Regions from separate parts of the Sus scrofa genome. Here regions 1 and 3 are each linked to region 2. A link is a contact called in public HiChIP or PLAC-seq data. All regions are on one chromosome and are shown on one strand. The core of a region is the stretch at or near the end of the contact, and the rest is flanking DNA. Distances in the headings are between cores, read along the strand shown.

Region 1 (3,439 bases), core at 770-3,269, 300 kb after region 2:
ACAGCTGAGGCATGATGCTAGATACTGGATATAGAGATAAGGACAGAATGTTCCTCACCCAAACTAAGCCAAGTATGGTGGTTCATAGAGACACTACCAAGCAGATTAAGCAGATAATTTGTTTAGGATTTTAACTATTTTATAATGGGAGGAATGTAAGGAAGGAAATGTATCTGGGTAATTAAGATGGCCCTCAGTGTTTGGTGTATCTTTGAATCAAGAGAAAAGGATTTCCTTCAGCCTCGGCATTACTTAAGTGGGTATTTCTCCTGGAAACTGTGGCCCTGATTTTGTTGGCATTTTCACTAGATCCGTTATGTACTTCCAGACACACACCAACAGGATGGTAAACAAAGTGTTTGTTATTTTGGTTTGGTATGGCAGAATTTCAAATTTGATTCAATGCTCCAAACATGCATTAGTTATCTATACATTCAAGGCTGCACGCTAGGGGAGACCAAAGATAAATAAAATGTATCCTCTGCCCTGAAAGAGTTTAGAGTCTACTGGGATAGATGCACATTCTTTAGCAGCAATAAATTTTTATACCACTTCATATTTGACAAGCTGCTTTCACATAAATAATCTTAATTGGTCTTCACAGTAGCCTGGCAAAGTAAATAAAGTATTATTGCTCCATTCTACAGATTGACAATTAGAGTAAAAATAAGGCCCATTATTTATCTGGAGACTTATAGTACATTAACTTCTTCCTCTATCTTACTGCCATTATGCAATCAATCACCAAGCTGTATTGATTCTACCACCTAAATGTCTCTGTAATTTTTGCTTTCTGCACTATTTCCACCACCACTGCCTTAGTTGAAATAAGCTCATCTTTTCTTGCCTGGGCTATTTCAATAAACTCCTAATTGGTCTCCCTGCCTACAAGTTCTGCCCACTCCAATCTGTCACCAGAATTATCTTTCAAAAACAGAGATGATTATGCCACTCAGCTGAAAAACACTTGCTGGCTTCTCTACCCATCAATATAAGTTTCAAATTCTTCAACATGACATAAAGGCACTTCACAAGGCTACCCTAGGCAACCTTCCAAACTTCACCTCTGGATGCCTGTCAACTCTGACCCCTAGTCCTATACACACAGAGGAGATGCTTCAGCCACACTGAACTTGCACTCTTTCAAACCTCCATGCCTCCATCTGATTAGCTGCTTATCCTTTAAAACCAAGCTCAAGCGTACCAGCTCTGAGAAACCTTCATGGGTATGGCGGTTTTGTTTTGTGGCTCCTTGCCCTGTGATTCTAGATCTCTTTTCATTTTTGTGATACAGTTTATCGCAATGTAGCATGACTCTTGTGGAGTCAGACTTTCTTTCTCCTCAGGCACTATACTAGAAACCTTCTAGAGGGAAGGGTTTGCATTTTAATCATTTTTGAGGTAATCCTGGAGGCTCTAGTGCTAATGAGGAAGCCCCGTGCTAGAGTTGCCAAACTGGTCAACAGGATGCTCAGTTATATTTGCATATCAGAAATAATGAATGATTGTTTAGTATAAGTGTGTCTCATATATTGCATTGCATGGGACATACCTATACTAACACTAAAGAAATATGAAATTCAAATTTAATTTTTTTTGGCTGTCCTGTATTTTATTGATAAATTTTGGAATCCTAACCCCTCTGGACCTGAAATCCAGTTCCTCTACCCCATGGCACTTAAGCACTTCCACATTGCAATGTCTAGTGAAAACCAAAGCTGCAATTTCCGCCCCACCCTCACAGAGCTTCCGGCTTAGTAAAGAAGTTACAAAAACTATTTCTAGAATACATAGTTAACACCTAACAGCTGTGTGTTTTTGATAAACATTGACATGGTAAACTACATACTACATGTCTGAGGACACACCTAAAAATTCATTTCATGGGAGAAAATAAATCTTTCTCTTTGTTTTGTTTGTTTTGTTTTTTGTTTGTTTGCCTGATAAGAATATACTGAAGGGAGTCCGGAAGTGGTTGAAATGGCTTGGTTGCATTTTTAATCAAACAACCACAATATTGAAATTAGTTTAAACTTAGTCAAATTGCTTACCTCTTCTGTACTTCCTTTTAAAAAGTGTGTATGGAGAGGGAGGGGGCCAAGGAGGGTAACAAAACTCTTTTGCCTACTGAAATGACCATCGAGTTAAATGTGTAACTTCATAATAGGCATTCAGATGAGGGCAGAGGCAAAAGTCAGGTCAGGAGCATTACTAAGTTTTCAGCTCTTGTTGCAGAATGCACAAACCTGGAATTGGAGCCAGGCGATTGCAAAAATGATTCCAAATCTGCATGGTAACAATTTAGACCGACTTCCACTCCTGCCTGAAATTTAGCAGCAGAGGAAGTTCTTTTCCTGGCTGTCTGCCTTCACCAGGCCTCCCCCACCCCTCAGTACCTCAGGCTGCTCACTCCCCACATCTGTTTCCAAGCCCTAGAGTGCAGGGTCACAGCATGGCGCAATAAGCAGCATTAGCAGGCAGCATGAATCAGTGGTAAACCTTTGATTTTAATTCCTTGCCTCTCCTGGAGAGGAAGTGTGGTCTAGTGGTTAACCCACTAAAAAAGCAGCTAGGAGGCAAAATTCCTGGTCCTCTCCACCCTCCCGTTCTATTCTTGTTGGAACACCCTGCCCGTCAAACAGACATTTTTTTTTCTTTCAACTTTTGCTCTACCATGTTTTTTCCTGAACTGACTTGATCATAAGATTCACTTGGGAAACTTGTTAAATGATTCCTGAGACCCATCCCAGAACCTCCCAATGAAAGTCTTAGGAATCTCTACTTTTAACAGGTACTACAGATATGTCTTCATAATCAGATTCAGCTCAACTGTATGCTGGTTACACATTATTCAAATGACAAGAGAACATTAGAGAAAACCACAGCAAGAGAACTGGGGTGAAAGCATATCTACCATCAGGTTTGCTGTTACAAGCCCACGAGAAAAAGGGCAAAGACAGAATAAAAAGATGCAGATTCCAGATCTAGTTCCAGGTATCTAGAGCTATGTGAGCTTGGGCAGGTCAGATAGACTCTCCCGACTGCATTTTCATCATTTTAAAAATGAAAGTGATTAGATCATCTCTTTCAGTTCTGTGATTCAATGAATTATTTCTGTGATTTCACAGAAATGCCAAGATGGACTCGGAACATCTCTTTTCCTGAAAATGACAGTGGGTGCACTCACCGGGGTGTGGGCTGGCTTGTTTGGGGTTGTGGGCAGACAATGGAAACAAGTGGCAGCCGGGAGGTTTGGGGCCACAGCCGCAAGGAGGTTTCTCCCCCAACTCCCCCCTTGAGGCTCTGCAGCTGGCCTACTTATGCAAAGGCTTTGGCTCTTCTTTCCTTTTTAAAAGCATTTCTGACTCGTACATTCCCCTGAGGAGAAGAGATTCATCGTTTTGCGGAGAACTTGCACATGCTTTCCTGAAAGGAAGAA
Region 2 (3,547 bases), core at 170-2,669:
ATCCCTGACAGAGGCTCCCTCTGGACATCACACAGCCCCTCCTTGGACCTCACTCCCTCAGAGAGCAGCACATTTTGACGGTTAGCTCAAGCTATCAGGCTGGCAGTCTCTCAATAGTATGACAAATGGATTGACTTGATGTCCCCACATCCCTACTGATCACAGGTCTGCACTCCAGACTGAAACGAACTCTATCAGTCTAGGAGCAAGCGTGGTCTATACCTACAGATTTTCAGTTTGTCCCCCAAGAAGGGCTGAACAATAGGAATACTTTGTTATTAGACACAGTGTTTATCGTATCAGGGATGATTCTCAAGTATTCAGTAATTCTGAAGGGAGAGTGTGCAACTGAAATAATACATTTTTTTCCTGTGAAACCAGAGGTATTTATGTACACATAAGTACCTATTCATTATTTTATCGATCGACATATATTTTTCTTTTTCTGGCCACACCTTCAGCATGGGGAAGTTCCCGAGCTAGGGGTCTAATGGAGCTGCAGCTGCAGTGTACACTATAGCCACGACAACAATGGATCCTTAACAAATTGAGCCAGGCCAGAGATTAAACCCATATCCTCACAGAGACAACATCAGGTCTTTAATCCACTGAGCCACAACGGGAACTCCAGTCAACACATATTAAGCACATATAATGTGCAAGACTTCATGTTCAGAAACAAAGGAGTCCAGGACTCACAGGATAATCTACAACTCAGAAGAAATTTCTAGGGCCTCAAGACTTCTAAGATATACCCACATTGCTTCAGGAGGTTAAAAGAAATGCTTAGCTCTCTTGCAGCAAAAGGGCTTTGGAGCACAGATCGACAGGCGTGCGCTCAGAAAGAGCTGGGTTTCTCAGGAGTTGGACCATGTGCCCTGTACCCACACCTTAATGTCTCTGTCCATGTGATCTCACTTGTATTCTCCCAGGGAGAACAAGGTCAAGATTCATCTGAATAGAGCAGGCACCTAACTACCAGAGACAATGAAGAGGGTCAATTACCTACTTTTTCCCATGCCTCAGGGAACTTTTTTCATGTAAAGCCATGCAGCATGGAACAAAAAGCCAAGAATACGACTGATTTCTAAGAGATGCAGCCATTCTCTATTTCAAACAAACACACGGATACTCGGGAGCCACCAGCTGGCAGGCGGTGCAGCCCCAAGGGGACCCGGAGCCCAAATCGCCGCGGAGCCGCTAGAGGGAGCCCAGCTCCACGGAGCAGAGGGAAACTCAGCAGTCACAGATGCTGCCTCTTGTCTTAATTTTGTCCTTTAAAATTCTTGGATTTCTCTTGTGACGCACTGGACCCGGCATTGTCACTGCAGCGGCTTGGGCAGCTTTGATCCCTGACCAGGGAACTCCATGTGCTGCAGGGCGGTCAAAAAAAAGAAAGAAAACTTGATCAATGGATTTCTGCCTTTTGTCTTGTCCCTGTTAGTGAACACACACTAACAGGAAGAGAGCACCCAGCGCTGCAGTTCTACATTAGAAACAATCACTGAAAATAAAAGGATATTAGGAGTTCCGGTCACGGCTCAGCGGTTAAGGAATCCCACTAGGAACCATGAGGTTGCAGGTTCAATCCCTGGCCTTGCTCAGTGGGTTGACGATCCGGCGTTGCGGTGAGCTGTGGTGTTGGTTGCAGACGCGGCTCTGATCTGGCGTTGCTGTGGCTCTGGTATAGGCTGGTGGCTACAGCTCCGATTGGGCCCCTAGCCTGGGAATCTCCATATGCCACGGGAGCGGCCCTAGAAAAGGCAAAAAGACAAAAAAAAAAAAAAAAAAAAAAAAAAAAGGGATATTAAACGAGGCGAGCTAATTGAGGTTTACATGGAGGGGAAGGAAGTTAAGGGTCTCATCTCAATCTATCCTTTTAATTGTCATAATTTTATCATCAAAGATAAATGCGGCACAGACTGCTCTGAATGGCATGTTGTTTGGCAAAGACCCTCAAGTGGGTAATGGGGTAATGGAATAGGGATGGAGGCAGAGTCACTAACCAGCCCTGGTCCATCAAGAGCAGAGAAGCCTTAAATGCTGCAAACTGCTCAGCATGACCAAGACAGTGTTCTGGAGTTGAGAGGTGTTTCTATCAGCTGTGTCTCTATCAGTCCAAGAATGAGACCTGTCTCTCCCGTGTGAAACAAGTGCTTAACCAAGAGCATCCAATACACAATGGGCCCAACTATTTAGAAAATGCAAAATAAATATGAGCTCAGATGGGATGCATAAAACAACAAAACAAGAGACTTCCAGTCACATAACAAAAGCACTAACATTTCAAACTACCACGTTTTAAAAAGGATGCCCCATGGGATTTCATTTGAAAGAAATCTTAGTTTATTTAAAATAGGTGAAATTACAAAAATTACAAAAATTTCAGAAGTAGATCTTTTCACATACTTATGGAGTACTGAATTATACTAGCAACAGAAAAAAAAAGCATAATCTTTATTAGAAATCAGTGCACTGCCATTGATTTTTGTTCTCAGGTTAGTTTTATGTGCTTTGTAATTATCTCATAATGGTGGTATTCAAATAGGAGATGTAAGACAATGTAAATTTAAGCAGGAAAATGCCAATCAGCTGTTTAAAAAATATAACACACACTAAGGTCAAGCTTAAAAGCAAGGGGAATAAAATTTGTACTCAAATTGTTTTCTCCTTTGTTCCTAAATATTTAGCACTTCAAACTTTACCTGTGGAAATGCAAAGATTTCTATTGTACTGCTGAACTGGAAATTGCTGAGATCTTTAAAAATAGCATTCATGATGGAAAAAAAAAATTTGCAAGAACCCTACACTAATTAAAGCTATGGATATACAGTTTTCAGGGAATGTTCGAATCCCAGGTTAACAATAGACTGGGGGTAACATGGACTCTGAGAAAAGCTGAAATATGTGGCAGTTGAAAGGCCCATCAATGCCCAAATAGGATATGTCCTTCGTGTCCCCAGGCAGCCAGAGTGCTAAGCTGAGAATGCCTTTGGCAGTGAATCTATAGGGTCCAAGCTTTGAACAGGAAGGACCTGGGGCAGCGTCTTCACCCAAGCCTTTGGAAGGCTGAGCGGCCAGCAGATGGGTCTGCTGTGGGTAGGGAAGTTTAAGTTGAGCAGCTGGGCCCCAATTCTCCCGCCTCCTGTCCAACCCAATCAGCTTCATCTGTTTGTGTATTGGACTTCCGATATGATTTCATTTGAAGCAAAGTTTTTATTGCTAAAAAAAAAAAATATGGATGAGAGGACTTTTAAAGTGCTGAAAAGATGGTCTCTGGGAGGTTTTTATTTTTTTGGCTCATTGGTGATTATTTTCCTATTTTTGCTTTCTACATCTGCCAAATTTTTAACAATGAAAAACTATTACTTGTGTAATTAAAATGCACACAAATTTAAATTAAGATAAAAGAATAAGCTTTGCCTATTTCTCCCCCCCCAAAAAAAAGTGCTGAAAACAGGCTTTCCACTGGGATTGTCACATTTTGAATGTGAGTTGCAGTTTTCAAACATAAAGCACAGCTGTTTTGTCTCTAACCCTGAAGCTG
Region 3 (3,435 bases), core at 814-3,313, 260 kb before region 2:
AAATGCAGAAGGAGTGATGCTGGGCAGGGAAGATATGCCAAAGAAGCTGTACGGAGTTCCCTAGCAGTCTAGTGGCTAGGATCCAGGCTTCCTCCATTGTCTGGGTTCAATCTCTGGTCTGGGTACTGAGATCCCACATAAAGCTGCTGCATGATGTGGGCAGAGAGACAGAGAGAGAAGCCATAAAGTGCTTCCTTTAAGGGAAAGGGGAAAGTCCTTGACTTAACAAGGAAAGAAAAAAAAATCACACGCTGAGGTTCATCTACAGGAAGAACGTATTTTCTATCTGTAAAGTTGTGAAGAAGGGAAAAGTCACTCATTCTAGTCTTGCTCTCACACCACAGACTGCAAAAGTTTCAGCCCCAATATGTGATAAGTGCTTACTTAAAATGGAAAAAGCATTACAAAGTATTTTGAGGGAGAAAGAGACTACATTCATATAACTTTGTGTATATTGATATAATTGTTATATTTTATTAGGTTGTTAATCTCTCATTGTGCCTAATTTATAAATTAAAGTTTGTCGTAGGTATGTGAGTGTAGGAAAAAAACATAGTGTAGATAGGGTTTTGTACTATATGTGGTTTATAGCATCCTTGGGGAGTCTTGGAATGTCTCTCCATGGATTAGGCTAGACTACTGCATGCTTTTTACACTTTGCTGCATGTTAAAGACGCTGCCTGATGGACAGGCTTAGATCCCTCTCCCCTTTCAGTGACTTTCCCTAACATTGGGTTTGTGAAGCTCCAAAGTGCAAAGCATATGTCTAAACCAGACCATCAGGCCACCACATGACATTTTCTGCCCTATTTCCCTGACCCACATCCTCATGGGAATCCCACTCATGTTCTTCCCTTTGAAACCCTGTCAAAGCATGTCCTTGCTTCCCTGAAGAGTAAGCTGCTTCTAGAATAAGAACTGCTAGCATTTTCTTCAGTTGCTCTGGCAGTAGCACACACTTCCTTCTTGGGTCCCTATCACCACGTCCCCTCGCCCCAATACTTTCCCACCTCAGACTAAGACCAACACAGAATGGTTCTCCCGTGATGCATCCTGCTTTTAGAAGGTCCCAAGCTTTGAGCGAAGGTTGCTCTGGTTCTTTGCATGTACCCTGGAAGACCAGGTCGAATCCTACTGAGTACCTTTGAGGAAGAAATCAGAGTTTACCTTCTTATTTGGAGTATCATGCCCAAGGTCTGAGAATAAAATTCTTTCAGATCCCTTCTCCCTCGAGGCACCCTTGCCTGGGCTGTGACTGCAGAAAGGTGGCCAAGAGAGGGACTGGTAGAGACAGTTACCAGTAAGCCCTGGTCCAGCCTCACCTTTTCCATGGCTCCTAGAGACACAGTGTCCTCTGAGAAGGAAGACAATCCTGAATTATCCTCTCTCCAGCTCCACAGGCTGATAGCCTGATGTTCTCCACCTGGCCCCATGGCATTCTTTCTCCCAGGGTTAGTCATCCTCCCAGGGCTGCTTTTGTAGGGAAATAGTTCAAAAAAAGGGACATCAAAAGGCAGACTTGTGGAAAAGTGGTGAGTTACACAGGGGGGGCTAAGAAACCAAAAGGGTTTTGGTTGAGGTGTGCATTTTCCCCCTCAGACCTCAGCCTGTACCCTTAATCCCCTTGCACGTTTTTGAGCTGCATAGACCTCAATACAATCCCTAGTAACTCTTCTTTCTGATCAATACCTGTTACCCAGACTAACTAGAGGGCATTGAAGAAGTTCAATTGAATATAATGATACACACATTTACTTTTATTTGGTTTGCACTTTGGAAAAGGAATCTTTTCCAGAGTCTCCTATCCACAAGCAATTTCACTACAAGAGGGAAGGCTAGCACAGTCTGTCTCAGGGCACATGATATGTGATGTTTTTCATGACTTTTACAGTTGAAATCCTTCTGTCTCTCCTTCAGTCTCCCAGTCAATCCCAGGAAGTAAGCAAAGGCTGGAAGACTCAGAGCTCAAAGGCCTCTTGCTGCTATTTGTGCCTTCAATCAGCGCCAGGGTGGGTGCCCATGAATCACAAGCTGGGGGCACTGGCTGCACTTCTACAGAGGATCACTAGAGGGAGCTTTAACACATTTGTTCCCAAAGGTACCTGATTTACTAGGCCCAGCTAATCATGCATGTTCCTTGATTTTCACAGCCTCTCCTTTGGGTGCTTAACGTATTGTCTCAGGTTGTCTTCTCAACACCATAACAGGTAAGACTGTTCTCATTCTCATCTCACAGATGAGGACACAGAGTGCCAATCAGGTAAGCAACTCCCTCAAATAAATAATGTAATATGTTATGCACAGAACACCACAGGAGCATTGATGAAACAAATAAAAAATAACAGTCATAACTAGTATTTATTGAGCTCTATGTGTCCATCCCTGTGCCAGATGCTGCAAAAACTTTCCTTAACCCTCTCATCAGCTGGACTGGAAATTACATCAGAAGCAGGGGCAGGCAGAGTCCAGCGTGCAGGAGAGGGAACACATTTTTAAAAAGGCCTTATCTTTGGGCCCTCTCTTCCGTTGTCTCTTGTTCTGGCCACAGATGTTTCAAATGCATTTGAACAGACGCAGCTTTCCCACTGCCTCCTCTAATGTCCTCTCATCCTAGTCTTAAGTAAAGTCATGTCTTGGGGAGAACTGTGTTCCATCTCACTTCCTCCACTACCATCCACACCTTTGGGAATTATTATTAGTTCCAATTCGAAGATGAGGAATCAAAGCTCAGATAAGCTGAGTAACTGGGGTGAGTTCATTCAGCTCGTAAAGGAAGGACTTGGGTGTCTGTGGAGGGAGGTGTATATGGGCATCAATTAATGTCAAGCTCCAGAGCAAACAAGGTAAGTTAGGGGATCACAGGCAAAGGAAACATCTCGACAGAAGTACAAAGAAGTGTGCTTAATTAAGATCTCCAGATAGATGTAGGAGTACAGTTGGCCCTCTCTTTCCACGGGTTCTGTATTCACAGATTCAACCAACAAGGATCAAAAACACTTGGGGAAAAAAAATTCCAGAAGCTTCCAAAAAGAAAACTTGAGGACTTCTCATTGTGGCTTAGCAGGTTAGGAAGCCAACATAGTTTCTATGAGGATGTGGGTTCCTGGCCCCTCTTAGTGGGTTAAGGGTCCAGTGTTGCTGTGAGCTGCAGCTTAGGTGACAGATGCAGCTCAGATCCCAAGTTGCCGTGGCTGTGATGTAGGCTGGCAGCTGCAGCCCCGATTTGACCCTTAGCCTGGGAACTTCCATATGCTTCAGGTACAGCCCTAAAAAATTAAATAAAAAATGAAAGAAAGGAAAGAAAAAAACTTGATTTTGCACTGTACTTGCAACTATTTATGTAGTACTTATAATTATTTACATAACATTTACGTTGTGTTAGGTTTTATAAGTAATCTAGAGAGGATTTAAAGTATACATGAGGAAGTGCTTAGG

What was found. HiChIP or PLAC-seq counts read pairs in DNA pulled down with a chosen protein or histone mark.
Region 1: a contact with region 2 is called in an H3K27ac HiChIP or PLAC-seq map of skeletal muscle, with 6 times the contacts expected there. The contact joins two enhancer-like sites. A contact is called at or near these places in 2 of 2 datasets of contacts at active chromatin or transcription factors (alveolar macrophages and skeletal muscle).
Region 3: an H3K27ac HiChIP or PLAC-seq map of alveolar macrophages shows a contact between it and region 2. The contact joins two enhancer-like sites. A contact is called at or near these places in 2 of 47 Hi-C or Micro-C datasets (embryonic fibroblasts and epiblast stem cells) and 1 of 2 datasets of contacts at active chromatin or transcription factors (alveolar macrophages).

What each region holds. Positions count from the first base shown.
Region 1 is chr1:133,148,577-133,152,015 of Sscrofa11.1, forward strand. No RefSeq gene overlaps it. Among named protein-coding and RNA genes, the nearest start is that of SPRED1, 130 kb to the left of the region's middle. Within about 2 kb of position 2,020, at least 37 of the 83 cell types and tissues checked have an H3K27ac peak or open chromatin away from gene starts, as enhancers often do. A contact at or near this core is called in alveolar macrophages and skeletal muscle, where this site is marked.
Region 2 is chr1:132,853,017-132,856,563 of Sscrofa11.1, forward strand. No RefSeq gene overlaps it. Among named protein-coding and RNA genes, the nearest start is that of FAM98B, 35 kb to the left of the region's middle. Within about 2 kb of position 1,420, at least 10 of the 83 cell types and tissues checked have an H3K27ac peak or open chromatin away from gene starts, as enhancers often do. A contact at or near this core is called in alveolar macrophages and skeletal muscle, where this site is marked.
Region 3 is chr1:132,594,233-132,597,667 of Sscrofa11.1, forward strand. No RefSeq gene overlaps it. Among named protein-coding and RNA genes, the nearest start is that of RASGRP1, 110 kb to the right of the region's middle. Within about 2 kb of position 2,064, at least 3 of the 83 cell types and tissues checked have an H3K27ac peak or open chromatin away from gene starts, as enhancers often do. A contact at or near this core is called in alveolar macrophages, where this site is marked.